Linked DNA regions of Sus scrofa: regions 2 and 3 are each linked to region 1. A link is a contact called in public Hi-C and promoter capture Hi-C data. All regions are on one chromosome and are shown on one strand. Each heading gives the region's core, a stretch centred on a gene start, on an enhancer-like site or on the middle of the called end of the contact. The rest is flanking DNA. Distances are from core to core; before and after follow the strand shown. Region 1 holds the start of RAB42 (putative Ras-related protein Rab-42). Region 2 holds the start of PHACTR4 (phosphatase and actin regulator 4). Region 3 overlaps PHACTR4 (phosphatase and actin regulator 4).

Region 1 (4,270 bases), core at 1,069-3,568:
CAGCAGGAGCATCTAGGAGAGGAAGTTCAAGGAGTCAGATGCTGACAGTGCACTCTGCCCCCACGCGCTGAGCAGAAAGGCTTCTGGGACGCCTGGTTTCAAACTGCCTTTCAAGTTGTTTCATGCCTCTCTGCCTTTGCCCAGCTGCCCCTGCCTGGAGTGCCCCTCCTTCTGACCTCCCCAGCTCCCGCTTGTCCTTGGAGACCCAGCATGACCTCCTCCAAGAGGTCTCCTCTGACTCAGTAGCCGCCCCCCCCCACCCCAGTCCAGCTTTGTTATGGTGTTTGAATGAATAATGAGTGAATGAACGAATGAATAGCACTTATCCACTTTTATTCATTCATTCAAGCACAAATATTCACCAAATTCCTACTTTGTGCCAAGCACTGAAGATAAAGCCATTGGTCCTTATCCCCAGGGGGCCTGAGCCTAGAAGGGAGGCAGACGTTACACTGGACAGAAGGGTCTGTGACCTTAGTCGGAGAGGGGCTTCCTGAGGACAGAGATCTAACCTGAGGCCTGAAGTAGGGGTTGCTTACCCTTTGAAGAGCGGGAGAGGAGTGTTCCCGGCGGAGGGCTGAGAAGAGGGAAGATGGTCAGCATGGCTGGAGCTCAGAGCGCCAGTGGTGGGTAAAGAAGGCATGGGGGTGGAGAGCGGGGGAATTCGCACAGGCCTAATGCAACAAGTATTTTTCCAGCTGAGCAGAGCAAGGGGAGGAGAACATCCCAATGGAAGAATCCGCAGGGCATGTGGGAGTGGAGCAGACTCTCCTGGTTTGGGCAAAGCTGGCAGGAAGGATTCCTTTCCCAACACCCCCCCTCCCCATCTGATGCTCCTCTCTCTCCTTCTGGAAGTCAGGGATAAGCAGACTTGAGCCCCTATAGGCACTACTATTTAAGTGGCCAAAGGCCAGGATTACTAGGAGACCCCACAAAAGGGCTTCTCAGTGATTTATTTAGAGGTAGGTACAAGAAAACCTGGGCCTTCCCTAGTCCCCAGCCTATCCAGCCAGAAACAGACTGGGAAGCTAGTCTCAATCTTCCATGCTAGTGATTTTAGATTGGTTACTTAACTTCTCTGAGCCTCAGTTTCCTCATCTGTAAAAAACTGGGCAGACTAACATCTACTCACAAGGTTATATAAGGAGGAAATGTGATGATGTGACGGTTTGTTTTAGGGAGAACTGCTCCCTACTGCCAGTTTGCCAAAACAAGTTAAACTGGTAACTACCATCCACAGTGGGACAGTGGGATTAAACGTATAGACAAGCTGTTTGGGACCAGCCAGAACTCCCTGAAATCCTGAGTGTCCAGAAGATCAGACTGAAAATTATGGAGTGGATCTTGGATACAGATGTGGTTGCCTTCCTCTCGCCCCTAACCCAAGTGGGACCCGATGACTTTGTCTGGTCCTTTGGGAATTTGCTTTGCAGTCCCCTTTAGTGGCATCAAAGGGATAGTGAAGGGGGAAAAAAATCTAAGAAGTTCCCATGTGATGCAGTGGGTTAAGGATCCAGCATTGCCGCAGCTGTGGGGCAGGTTACAACTGCATGGGTTTGATCCCTGGCCCAGGAACTTCCACAAGTCCGAGTTCTGCTGTGACCTGAGACAAGTCACACATCTAAGCCTCCATCTCCTTAGCTCTAAAATGGACACACTACGGCCTTCTCAAAGCATTGCTGTCCCAAAGCATTAGGAACTGACCATCTGGCCTCATAAATGTTAGCTGTCCTGTCCACAGCCAATTGCCCTTCCTCTGGAATTGCAGTTGTACCCTGCCTCTTCTACCCCACTGTGTCCAGGTCCCTCTCTGGGGCCCAGCACAGGCAGGCAGGGAGGAAGCAATAGGGACTGCTGAACATTGAACCCGAACATTGAACACAAGGCCCCAGACCAGGCCAGTGGGGCTCCAGGAAAGGGGCACGTGGGTGGGGAAAGAGCACCTATAAATGATCAACTTTCTTGAGTGGTGTCTCCAGGTCCAGCAGCGGGGGCCCTACTGGGAGACTAACAGAGAGTGGGGGCTGCAGAGAGAAACCATCCCAACAATGAGAAGTGGATGCTCTGGCGCTGTTAGATTCAGGTCAGTGCAAGTCTGATTCTCCCTAGTCCTCCTCCCCACATTATCTAGTTTAATTTTTTCATCTTGTGAAGTAGGGATTATTATCCCCATTTTACAGAGGAGGAATCTGAAGTCCAGAGTGAGGAATTGACTTGCCCAGGTGTTTCCTCGGGTTTGGGTTCCTCCAGGTCCTTTTCCTTGGTGCCAAAGACGCTGGTCAGGGTGGCTGCACACGGCCCGGGGGCGGGGCCCGAGGAGGGGGCGGGGCTGGGGGCGGAGCCGCAGGGCGCGGCCCGGACAGTCGGTCTCCCGGCCGGAGGGAGCCACGACGCCGGCCATGGAGGCTGGGGGCTTCCGCTACCAGTTTCGGATCGCGCTGCTGGGGGACACGGCTGTGGGCAAGACGTCGTTGCTGCGGCGCTACGTGGCGGACGCGCCTTGGATACCAGAGCCCGAGCCGGAGCTCGAGTCGGCGCCCACGGTGGGCGTCGAGTTCTACAGCCGCACTCTACAGCTGCGGGCCGGGCCGCGCGTCAAGCTGCAGCTTTGGGACACTGCGGGCCAGGAGCGCTTCAGGTGCGCGGTGGGGGCAGGGCTGGGGCGGAGTGGGGTGGAGGTGGGGCGGGAGAGGGACCTCTGGTTGGGGCGGCTCAATGCCTGTCCCCCTGACCATGGAGGTGGTCAGTCGCAGTGGCCCAAGTAGAGATCTGGGGGTCCCCATCCTGGATCTGAGTCCTTCACTTTTTTTTTTTTTTTTTCTCTTAGGGCCACACCCCCGTCATATGGAGGTTCCCAGGCTAGGGGTTGAATCGGAGCTGTAGCTGTTGACCTAGGCTATAGCCACAGCCACAGCAACACAGGATCCGACCTACACCACAGATCGCGGCAGTGCGAGATCCTTAACCCACTGAGTGAGGCCAGGGATCAAACCCATGTCCTCCACGGGAGTTCCTATAAGTCCTTCACTCTTGAGCCATTCATCCTGCAAACACAGCCTCTGAGCCCAATACCTGAGACCTGGTGCCCTGCCCCAGAGGAAAGTTTTGACATTGAATTTGGAGGGATGAATGACCTGGGTGTTGAAAAGCCCATAGGAGCAGAGAGAGGGAGGTGTCAAGGAGATGCGAAAGGAAGAGAGATTTGTGTTGGCGATACAGGATGCATAGGAGTTTGCCAGCCAGAGAATGGGGAAACAAAACCTGCAATCGGAAAAACATCAAGAATGCAGAAATGGTCAGGAGAGTATGGAAATCAAAACCGCTCCTTTAGAGTTCCCATCATGGCTCACTGGAAATGAATCTGACTAGCATCCACGAGGACATAGGTTCGATCCCTGGCCTTGGTCAGTGGGTTAAGGATCCAGCGCTGCCATGAGCTGTGGTGTAGGTCACAGACATGGGGGGGATCTGGTGTTGCTGTGTCTGTGGTGTAGGCTGGTGACTACAGCTTTGATTTGACACCTCGCCTGGGAACCTCCATGTGCTGCAAGGGCAGCCCTAAAAAGGAAAAAAAAAAAAAAAAAAAAAAAAAAAAACCCTGCTCCCTAAGTGGGGAGCACACAGTTACTTGGGAGAGACAGATGCTGGGGAAAAGACTCACAGGGCAGTGTGAGATGAGCTATAATGGGGAGTGTGAAGCAGTCAGTGGATGAAAGGAGTCCTGCCTCTGGGGTGTCTTGAAGGTGTCTCATAACTTACTCCCTCCACCATCAGGTGCATCACCAGGTCCTTTTACCGGAATGTGGTGGGTGTCCTGCTGGTCTTTGATGTGACAAACAGGAAGTCCTTTGAACATATCCGAGACTGGCACCAGGAGGTCATGGCCACTCAGGGCCCCGACAAGGCGATCTTCCTGCTGGTTGGCCACAAGAGTGACCTGCAGAGCATGCGATGTGTCTCAGCCCAGGAGGCGGAAGAGCTGGCTGCCTCCCTGGGCATGGCCTTCGTGGAGACCTCCGCCAAAAATAACTGCAATGTGGATCTGGCCTTCAACACCGTTGCTGATGCCATCCAGCAGGCCCTGCAGCAGGGGGACATCAAGCTGGAGGAGGACTGGGGGGGTGTCCGGCTCATCAACACCCAACCCCCCAGGCCCCTCAGCAGGAAGCAGCATCCGGGCCCATGCCAGTGTTGACTCTGGGAGGGAAAGGGTTAAAGCAGCGCTGCCCTCAGAAGGCCTGGGGGGATGGAGAGTGTTAATATCTCTCGG
Region 2 (4,270 bases), core at 1,276-3,775, 190 kb before region 1:
CTCATAGTTACTAGTTGGATTCATTTCCACTGCGCTACAACGGGAACTCCAGAAACTGATTTTTATTTATTTATTTATTTATTTATTTTTGTCTTTTGTCTTCTTAGGGCCGTACCTGCAGCATATGGAGGTTCCTAGGCTAGGGGTCTAATTGGAGCTACAGCTGCTGTCCTATGCCACAGCCACAGCAACGCCAGATCCCAGCTGCGTCTGCGACCTAAACCACAGCTCATGGCAACACCAGATCCTTAACCCACTGATGGAGGCCGGGGATCAAACTTGCAACCTCATGGTTCCTAGTCAGATTTGTTGCCACTGCGCCAAGCCAAGACGGGAGCTCCAAAACAGTATATATTTAAAGTCTGCAGTTTTGATGAGTTTCAATTTATCTGAAACTCATCATCTGGCCTTGAAACCATAACCACATCAAAATGATTAACACAGTTGTCACCTCCAAAAATTTCCTCATCCCCTTTATAATCCCTTCCTACCATGCTTTCCTGGTCCCCAGGCAACCACTTGAACTGTTTTTGTCATAGCAATTCCTAGAATTTTATTTTTATTTTTAAAAATTGTTTTATTTTTTGTCTTTTCAGGGCCGCACCTGCAGCATATGGAGGTTCCCAGGCCAGGGGTCTAATGGGAGTTGTAGCCGATGGCCTACGCCAGAGCCATAGCAACTCCAGATAAGAGCCGAGTCTGCAACCTACACCACAGCTCATGGCAACTGCTGGATCCTTAACCAGCTAAGTGAGGCCAGGGATCGAAACTGCAACTTCATGGTTCCTAGTCGGATTCGTTAACCACTGAGTCACGACGGGAACTCCAAATAAATATCCATTTACTTTTTGAAGAACATTGGAGTTGTTTCCATTCTTTTGACTATTACTTTTTTTTTTCCATTATAGCTGGTTTACAGTGTTCTGTCAATTTTCTACTGTACATACAGCAAAGTGACCCAGTCACACATACATATATACATTCTTTTCTTTCACATTATCATGCTCCATCATAAGTGACAAGATATAGTTCCCAGTACTATGCAGCAGGATTGACTATTACAAATAGAGCTGCTGTGACCATTCATGTTCAAGTCTTTGTGCAGACGTATGCTTTCATTTGTCTTGAGTAAATACCTATAGTATAATGATTGGGCCATATGGTAGATGGGTATATTATTTTATTTTATTTTATTTTGGTCTTTTTAGGGCCACACCCACGGCATACGGAGGTTCCCAGGCTAGGGGTCTAATCAGAGCTGTAGCCGCCAGCCTACACCAGAGCCACAGCAACACAGGATCTGAGCCGCCTCTTTGACCTACACCACAGCTCACGGCAACGCTGTATTCTTGACCCACTGAGCAAGGCCAGGGACCGAACCCGCAACCTCATGGTTCCTGGTAGGATTCATTAACCACAAGCCACAATGGGAACTCTGATGTGTATGTAATTTTTAGAGAAACTGCCAAACAGTTTCCCAGAGTGGTTGTATCATCTTACAGTCTTACCAGTAGAATGACAATTCCCACTGCTCTACATTCTTGCTAACACTTCATATTGCCAGTCTTTTGATGTTACCCATTCTAGTGGGTATGTAATGTTATCTCACTGTGGTTTAATTTGCATTTCCCTAACATCTTTTATGTGTTTATTTGCCATCCATTTATTATTATCTTTGGTAAAGTGTCTCTGTTCAAATCTTTTTTTTTTAAACTAGATTGTCTTCAGTTGAAAGAGTTCTTTGTGTATTTTAAATACTAGTCCTTTGTTGGATATAGGTTTTGTTGCTATTTCAACTAGGTCTGTGGTTTGCCTTATTTCATAACAGTATTTTAAAGAGCAAAAGTGATCATTTTGCTGTTGTGCAGTTTATCGATTTTTCTTTTATGGATTGTGTATTTGAAAGTCACATGGATTTTCTCCTGTGTTTTCCTCTAGAAGTTTTGTAGCTTTAGGTTTTACATTTAGGTCTAATTTGGACTGTGACACAATGGGTTTGGCATTTAGAAAGATCCTCTGACAGCAGCAAGGAAGGTGTTTGGAGGGTGATTGCCTGGAGGTCTGAAACTAGAGAAACTTGGAGAGGTAATGGTGTCTTCCTGCAGGTGATGGTAGTGGAAAAACTGGTAAGGAACTCCGGGGTGTGGAGTGACTGGACCTCATGGGCTGAAGATGATAAAAATGATTCCCAGGTTCCTTCCTTATGCACAAAGTTGCGGGTAACTTGCTTCCAATTTTACTGCACTTCAAATTGGCTCTCAATAGTTTTTTCTTTCGGGGGGAGATTGAAATTGAAATTTAGCCACACGGGGACTGGACACAGCTTTCTAAAACAGCATATCTGCATCAGCTGCGTACTTAGGCGCTCCCTAGAGCCCAGCACTGAACTTTGTCCTCCCGAGTCCAAAGACCTTTGCTCTGTTTAATACCAGGAAAGGTGCCCGAGTTCTTTTACCCGCAGGAAATCGGCAGTGAGCGGCGCATGCCCGGAGAGGCCGTGTGGAGCCGATCGCCTGGAGCTAAGGGCGAGGGGTTCCCGCCATTTTGACCGGCTGGCGACACAGCGGGCTCTTTCCAGGAGACTACAAGTCCCGTGAGGCCCCGCGGCGGCACTTCCTATCCCTCACTGTCCTGCCTGCTCCCTTTCCCCCCTCCCGGGGGCCGAAGGCTCTGGCAGCACCCTGGAGGCCGGCGGGCCAGGTAGGATTTCCGGGGGAAACTACTTTGGAGGCTGAGGCGGCGGCGGCGGCGGCGGCGGCGCCCCGGGTGAGTTCGGCAAGCAGGGGAAAGTGCGCGGGGTCGCGCGGCGGGCGTCTCGTGGGCTCGGGCAGCGCTCTTGGCTCCGCTTGGGGGTCGCGGTGCGGGCCAGGGTACCGGCCGGGCCGTGGTCGCTTCTGGCCAGGGCGGAGCGGGCGGTGGCCGCCGCCTCTTCCTCCGCCCTCCCACAACGGTCAGCGGCAGCTTCTCCGCCTGCGGCGCGCCCCGCGCAGACTAACCCTCTCCGCCCCCCGGGACTTGGCGGGGCTCTTTTGTCTGGGCTGCTTTGCGCCCCTTTGTGCCCGGCGGTGGACTCGCCTTCTCGAGGGAGCACTCCCGGCCAGTCGCGGAGAGGGACTAGTCTCTGGGGATCCGGTTATGGTAACCAGATCGGGTCAAAGTCCATTTTTTAAACCCTTCCTCCCTCATACCTCTGCATCCCAGCTAGGCAGATCCGAGGTTTCGGAGCCAAGTAGAGGCAGACAGAGTTTCTGTTGAAAACCTCGAAGTTATTGTCCAGCTCATGTATGTCAACCCCGGGTGGCTTCAGGGCACTGATCTCTTCCAGGCATTTTTTGGTGGGGGGATGGGCCTCTGGGAAATGAGTGAGTCCCTCTCCCCTAGAAACCGGGAAGGGATCGAATTTGCTGCGATGTCTATATGGGTCGCAGCTGTGATGAGGAGTCCAAGAACTAACGCGGACGGGCAGAATAGTAGTTCACACACCTCTAGAATCTCGGAGGAAAGAAAGTGATTTATAGGGCAGCTAGCAGCCTCTTCATCCACTGCTTGCAGAAAAAGACGATAGCACTTCATCCAGCCGCCCAGTTTCTCGCTCCCTGTCTCCTACTCTCCAAATCTATTTCTTATTTTTTCAGCTTAAAACGAAAAGTTAAAAGCAAACGTCCGTTATTAGAAGGAGCCGCTTTATACAGAAACCAGAGACCTAGTGGCTTCTAGAAAGCCTCAGATGTAATATATGAAGCCAGTTTGAGGGAGGAGAGGTAGTTTACTGCAACTGGTGAATTATGTGGGTTTGATCACATTTTGTTGATGGTAACTTTATGTATCTTCCCTTGGAAGACTGCGTTACTAGGTTCACTTTGAAGTAAAGCTTTTTAAAAACCATTGCAGATTCTTTTTTTGAGAAATAAATTAGTCTTTCAAGTCTCTGAAATGAGGACAACCAAAACATCTTTATATGAATCATAAAAGGTTATAGAACTCATATAGGTTAAATTCCCACCCTAGTCAAGTAGGCAAATAAAAACCTTTGTACCTTATTACTTTGATATCTCATAATGGAAGTGATTTACTCTGAGAATCCCAGATTGTGTTAGTAATACTGTGTAGGAATGGAGGTCTGTAATGCAGTTGTTCTTCAATTTTTTAATCTGTCATTGAGCGGGGATTGTGTTTTCCTGGTTGTGCTTTGAAGAAGCATCCACACCACAAAATTACTCTAGAAGTTGTTACTTATTTGTTCAAACATGACATTGCTATCAGTATTATT
Region 3 (4,270 bases), core at 1,179-3,678, 140 kb before region 1:
AGTTGGCTAGTAATCAATTGAAATATAAAGTGAAATGTACTTTTGATCGCTAATATGAGAAAAGATTTGTCTTTTGTGCTAGTGAGAGGATTTATTAAAACTAATAATTTTTACAGCTTTATTAAGGATATTCTTAAATTAAAACAGGCATTGTTTGTTGTTTGTTTGGTTCTGGCCATTCCCATGGTGTTTGGAAGTTCCCAGGCGAGGGATCGAACTCATGCCACTGCAATAACCAGAGCCACAGAAGTGACCACACTCAATCCTTAACCCACTGACCACTAGGAACTCTCTAAAACTGGCATTGTTTTCAACCGCAGTTATGTAGTGGTGAAGATTATGTATCCTGCAGTTTGGTGCCACTGCCTCGATTTGTGTAATGGTACCAGCAATATTGCTCACCATTGCTTTTGTACCCTCAGTACAAGTGATGACTTAGTGAAAAAGGTAACTAATTCTTTAGTATTATTAAGTATGTAGTCATACCTTGTGGACTCCTGAAAGGATCTTGGGGATCCTCAGGGATCAATGGACCATACTTGTTTCAGTTTTCCAATGTGCACAGAGGCTTTTCTGTGGAAGTCATGGACAGAGTCAAGACTTCTTGGGCAGAGCCGTAGTGTGGGCTAGGGCGTAGTCACTTGACAGAAGTACAGTCAGGGAGTGAGCAGCTTTGTGGTTTCTCCTAAGTTGACCATGACCTACCTGCAGCTTTCAGCAGTAGGTTAAAGAACACTTCTGTGTGGTGAAATCAGCATTTTTAGCTCTTTAGGCAGCTCAGTATTTTGAAAAGAAATTCATTAGCATTTAGTTAGGACAAGCTCTGAAGCCCATGCTCACCTGGGCATTGTGTTCTTATCTTTAAGAAGAAAATACATGGCAGCAAAGGTCATGGTAATGACAGCCTTGAGTATGTCTCTTGAGTCACACTGCTCCAATCTGGACAAGTGTCCCCTTGTGTGTAGTACACAGCTGTCTTCCTGGGGTCCTTATTTATCTGGAAACTCTGCTCCTCTCCTGTGTTGGCTTTTTTATTTCTTAAATCCCATGTCTTCTTCTTTCTTGATTATCAATAGAGTCTTAATAATGGGTCTCCTGAACTAGTTATCTGATTTTCATCTCCTTTTTTTTTTTCTTATCTCTGCTTCTTGAACAGTTTGGGGGTTTTTTTTTTTTTTTTTTTTTTTTTTTTTTTTTTTAGGACCGCACCTGTGGCATATGGAGGTTCCCAGGCTAGGGGTCTAATCAGAGCTGCAGCCATTGGCCTACGCCAGAGCCATAGCAACACAGAATCCGAGCCACGTTTGCAACCTACACCACAGCTCGTGGTAATACCAGATCCTTAACCCACTGGGCAAGGCCAGGGATCAAACCCACCACCTCATGGTTCCTAGTCGGGTTTGTTAACCACTGAGCCACGACGGGAACTCCATGGTTTCTTCATCTTTATATTCTATTAAAATTTTATTTTCCACTGTTAGGTTTTTAATTTCTAGAAGTCTTTTTTATTCTCTGACTATTTCTTTCATAATATCCTTTTATTATTTGAACAGATTAACTTTGCCCTGCATAGATTATTTTCCCCAAAGTTGCTTTCCTTTGTTTGTTTTGATCTTTTATGTTAGCGTTTTCCTCTGAAGTCTGTGATAATTAGCTGTCTGCTTGTGATTAAGAGTGGGAAGCTTTAAATTAGAAGCTTTATTAAATGCATAGGCTGGTTGCCTTTGGGCCTTACTATAGTATGAGTTTCTTTTCCCTATTGTTAGGGAATATCTCTGTTATTAGTACCAAGGTTCAAGGGGTAGAATCTTCTGATCACTGTATGTTGGGAGTGATGAAGACTGGGTGGGTTCAGTATTCATTATGTTCACTCAGTTCCCCTCAGTTTTTCATGCTATACTCCCACCATCAACTGTCTTTTGGTCTCCCAGTCCAGAAACCATTTATTTTATCCTTTCCAAAAAACAGACCTCCAGAATTCTGTCAGGATTGGTGTGGGACAGGCATTCAAGGTCATGGAGTGGGAAAGGTGATAAAGGAATCAAACAGCTTTTACCCTGATTCTCTTTGTTTTATTCCTTTTCCTTTCAAAGGAACCTGGTAGAACATAATGAAACTATTCTGTATTAGTATATCCTACTAGGGTTTTTTGTTTTTTGGGTGTTTTTATTTTTATTTATTTATTTATTTATTTTTGAGTAATGGCTACACTTTACGTAAGTGTTAGAGGAAGGAAGGGTCCAGAGAAAATATGTGTACAGTTTACGTACTGTGATGCTTCATGCCCCCACTGCTTTTAAAAATGGCTTATTCCTGGAGTTCCTTGGTGGCTCAGCAGGTTAAGGATCTGGCATTGTCAGTGCTGTGGCACGGGTTCCCTGACCCAGGAGCTTCTGTGTGCCATGGGTGATGCCAAAAAAAAAGTCTCATTCCTGCTTCTGCTTTCTTTCTTCCTCCCTTCTCAAATGTTTATGAGTTAACAGCCATTCTCACTATAGCATGCCTTGGAAGAGGGACTGAAATCCTGGCATATGAAACTTCTTCTGAAAGGTTTCTTTTGGGGCAGCAGAGGATATATATAAACTAAGTTGCCTTCTCAAAATGTTTTAAATTTTCTGACAACTTCATTAAGTTTCTATATAACTTCCTTCAACAGAAGTGAGCACAATATGTTGAAAAAATTTTGGTGTGTGTTTGATTAAATAATTAATGAGATAGACTGTTGGTGTGAAGCCTGAATTTAAGCTAGCTACAAAGGCTTTATTCATATACATGGTATTCTGGGAACAGATTGAACAGATTTACAAGGTAGTACCTCCTTTAGATTAGAATTTGTATCACAGGAAATATGAGAAGTAGTTTGTTGAAGTAGAAAACAGACGTCACATCCTAAACAAATAAAGTCAATTATTTTCTTCCTATTCTGTACCTGAACTTATAATTTATTATTATGTTTTAGAGAGGGTTTTCCTAACCATTCAAGGCCATTTGTTAAGAATCCATGCTCAAGATTAATGCACCTTCAAAGTTCCTGAGAACAATTTTTGTGATGTTTTCATGTTGTTACCTCTTGAAGCTCAAAATGGGCTAATAATGCAGTCCTTCCCTCCCTCCTCTTTAAGAATGAAGGGCAAAACATGAACTTAATTAGTTTTCACATTTTTAAGGTGTAGGAGATAAATTCCTCTGGAATTAAATAATGCTAGAAATAATGTCCTGTTCTTTTCCTATGGCATTAAGGAGACATTTAATACAGCATTACTGTATGTACATATACACACACGTACATATAAAATGTCTTGTGTCATCGTATTTCCTGATAAGAGTATAAGATCATGGAAGGCAAGATCCTTTTACTGTTATACCCCATTGCTTGGAAGTTCCTGCTGTGGTGCAGTGGATTAAGAATCTGACTATAGGAGTTCCCATTGTGCTCAGCAGAAACAAATCTGACAAGCATCCATGAGGACACAGGTTCAATTCTGGCCTCACTCGGTGGGTTAGGGATCTGGCATTCCATGAGCTATGGTACAGGTCGCAGATGAAGCTCAGATCCTGCGTTGCTGTGGCTGTGGTGTAGCCTGGCACCTACAGCTCTGATTCAGCCCCTAGCCTGGGAACCTCCATATGCCACAGGTATGGCCCTTAAAAATGACCAAAAAAAAAAAAAAAAAAAAAAAAAAAAAAAGAATCTGACTGCAATGGCTGGGGTCGCTGCAAATGCATGGGTTTGATCCCTGGCATGGCAGAGTGGGTTAAAGGATCCAGTGTTGCCACGGCTGAAGCTTGGATTGAATTCCTGGCTAGAACTTCCATATGCAGGTCATTAAGGGGAAAAAAAAGAACTATTGCTCAATAGTCAGTGATATTTATATATATTCCTTAGAGTGGTTTTAAATTTTCCTCTAAGATAGAATTAACAATCTTAAGGGAAGTAGAGTGCATTGAATACCAGTTTCTATGAACCTTAATAATACAGATGTCCTATAATTATTTTTTCTGTCAACAGAAAAAGATGAGCCATTGTAGTAATGAAAGCCTGAAAAGTAGTAATACTGGCATTCTGTACTATCTCCCATGTCCTCTTTTCATCACTTCTAACTGCTACTTAGTCCCTAGAAAGTCACAGCAAGCGAGGGCTAAATGTGTAGATGGTTTTCCATCTGAATTTATTTCTGTATATATATGCATATTGATATTGAGCCCTTATCAATGTGTCATGGAAACTACATAGGCAATGATTATAAGAATGAAAATTAAAAGGATGAGG

The links. Promoter capture Hi-C pulls out the DNA fragments that hold promoters and counts their contacts. Hi-C and Micro-C count contacts between places; a contact is called where the count stands out from the background.
Region 2: a contact with region 1 is called in a promoter capture Hi-C map of fetal skeletal muscle, with 2.7 times the contacts expected there. The contact joins the promoter of PHACTR4 here to the promoter of RAB42 in region 1. A contact is called at or near these places in 2 of 5 promoter capture datasets (fetal liver and fetal skeletal muscle), 13 of 47 Hi-C or Micro-C datasets (alveolar macrophages, brain, embryonic fibroblasts and 8 more) and 2 of 2 datasets of contacts at active chromatin or transcription factors (alveolar macrophages and skeletal muscle).
Region 3: a contact with region 1 is called in a Hi-C map of alveolar macrophages, with 1.7 times the contacts expected there. The contact joins the enhancer-like site here to the promoter of RAB42 in region 1. A contact is called at or near these places in 4 of 47 Hi-C or Micro-C datasets (alveolar macrophages, embryonic fibroblasts, mesenteric adipose tissue and 1 more) and 1 of 2 datasets of contacts at active chromatin or transcription factors (alveolar macrophages).

Annotation. Positions count from the first base shown.
Region 1 is chr6:85,600,721-85,604,990 of Sscrofa11.1, forward strand. RAB42 (putative Ras-related protein Rab-42) reads left to right here and starts at 2,319. Exons shown (of 2, transcript XM_003356245.4): 1 at 2,319-2,638; 2 at 3,775-4,270. The coding sequence starts at 2,400. The coding sequence ends at 4,195.
Region 2 is chr6:85,409,468-85,413,737 of Sscrofa11.1, forward strand. It overlaps PHACTR4 (phosphatase and actin regulator 4), which reads left to right and starts at 2,526. Exons shown (of 16, transcript XM_021095668.1): 1 at 2,526-2,766.
Region 3 is chr6:85,457,918-85,462,187 of Sscrofa11.1, forward strand. The region is part of intron 2 of PHACTR4 (phosphatase and actin regulator 4); the gene reads left to right. Among named protein-coding and RNA genes, the nearest start is that of PHACTR4, 48 kb to the left of the region's middle. Within about 2 kb of position 2,429, at least 1 of the 83 cell types and tissues checked has an H3K27ac peak or open chromatin away from gene starts, as enhancers often do. A contact at or near this core is called in alveolar macrophages, where this site is marked.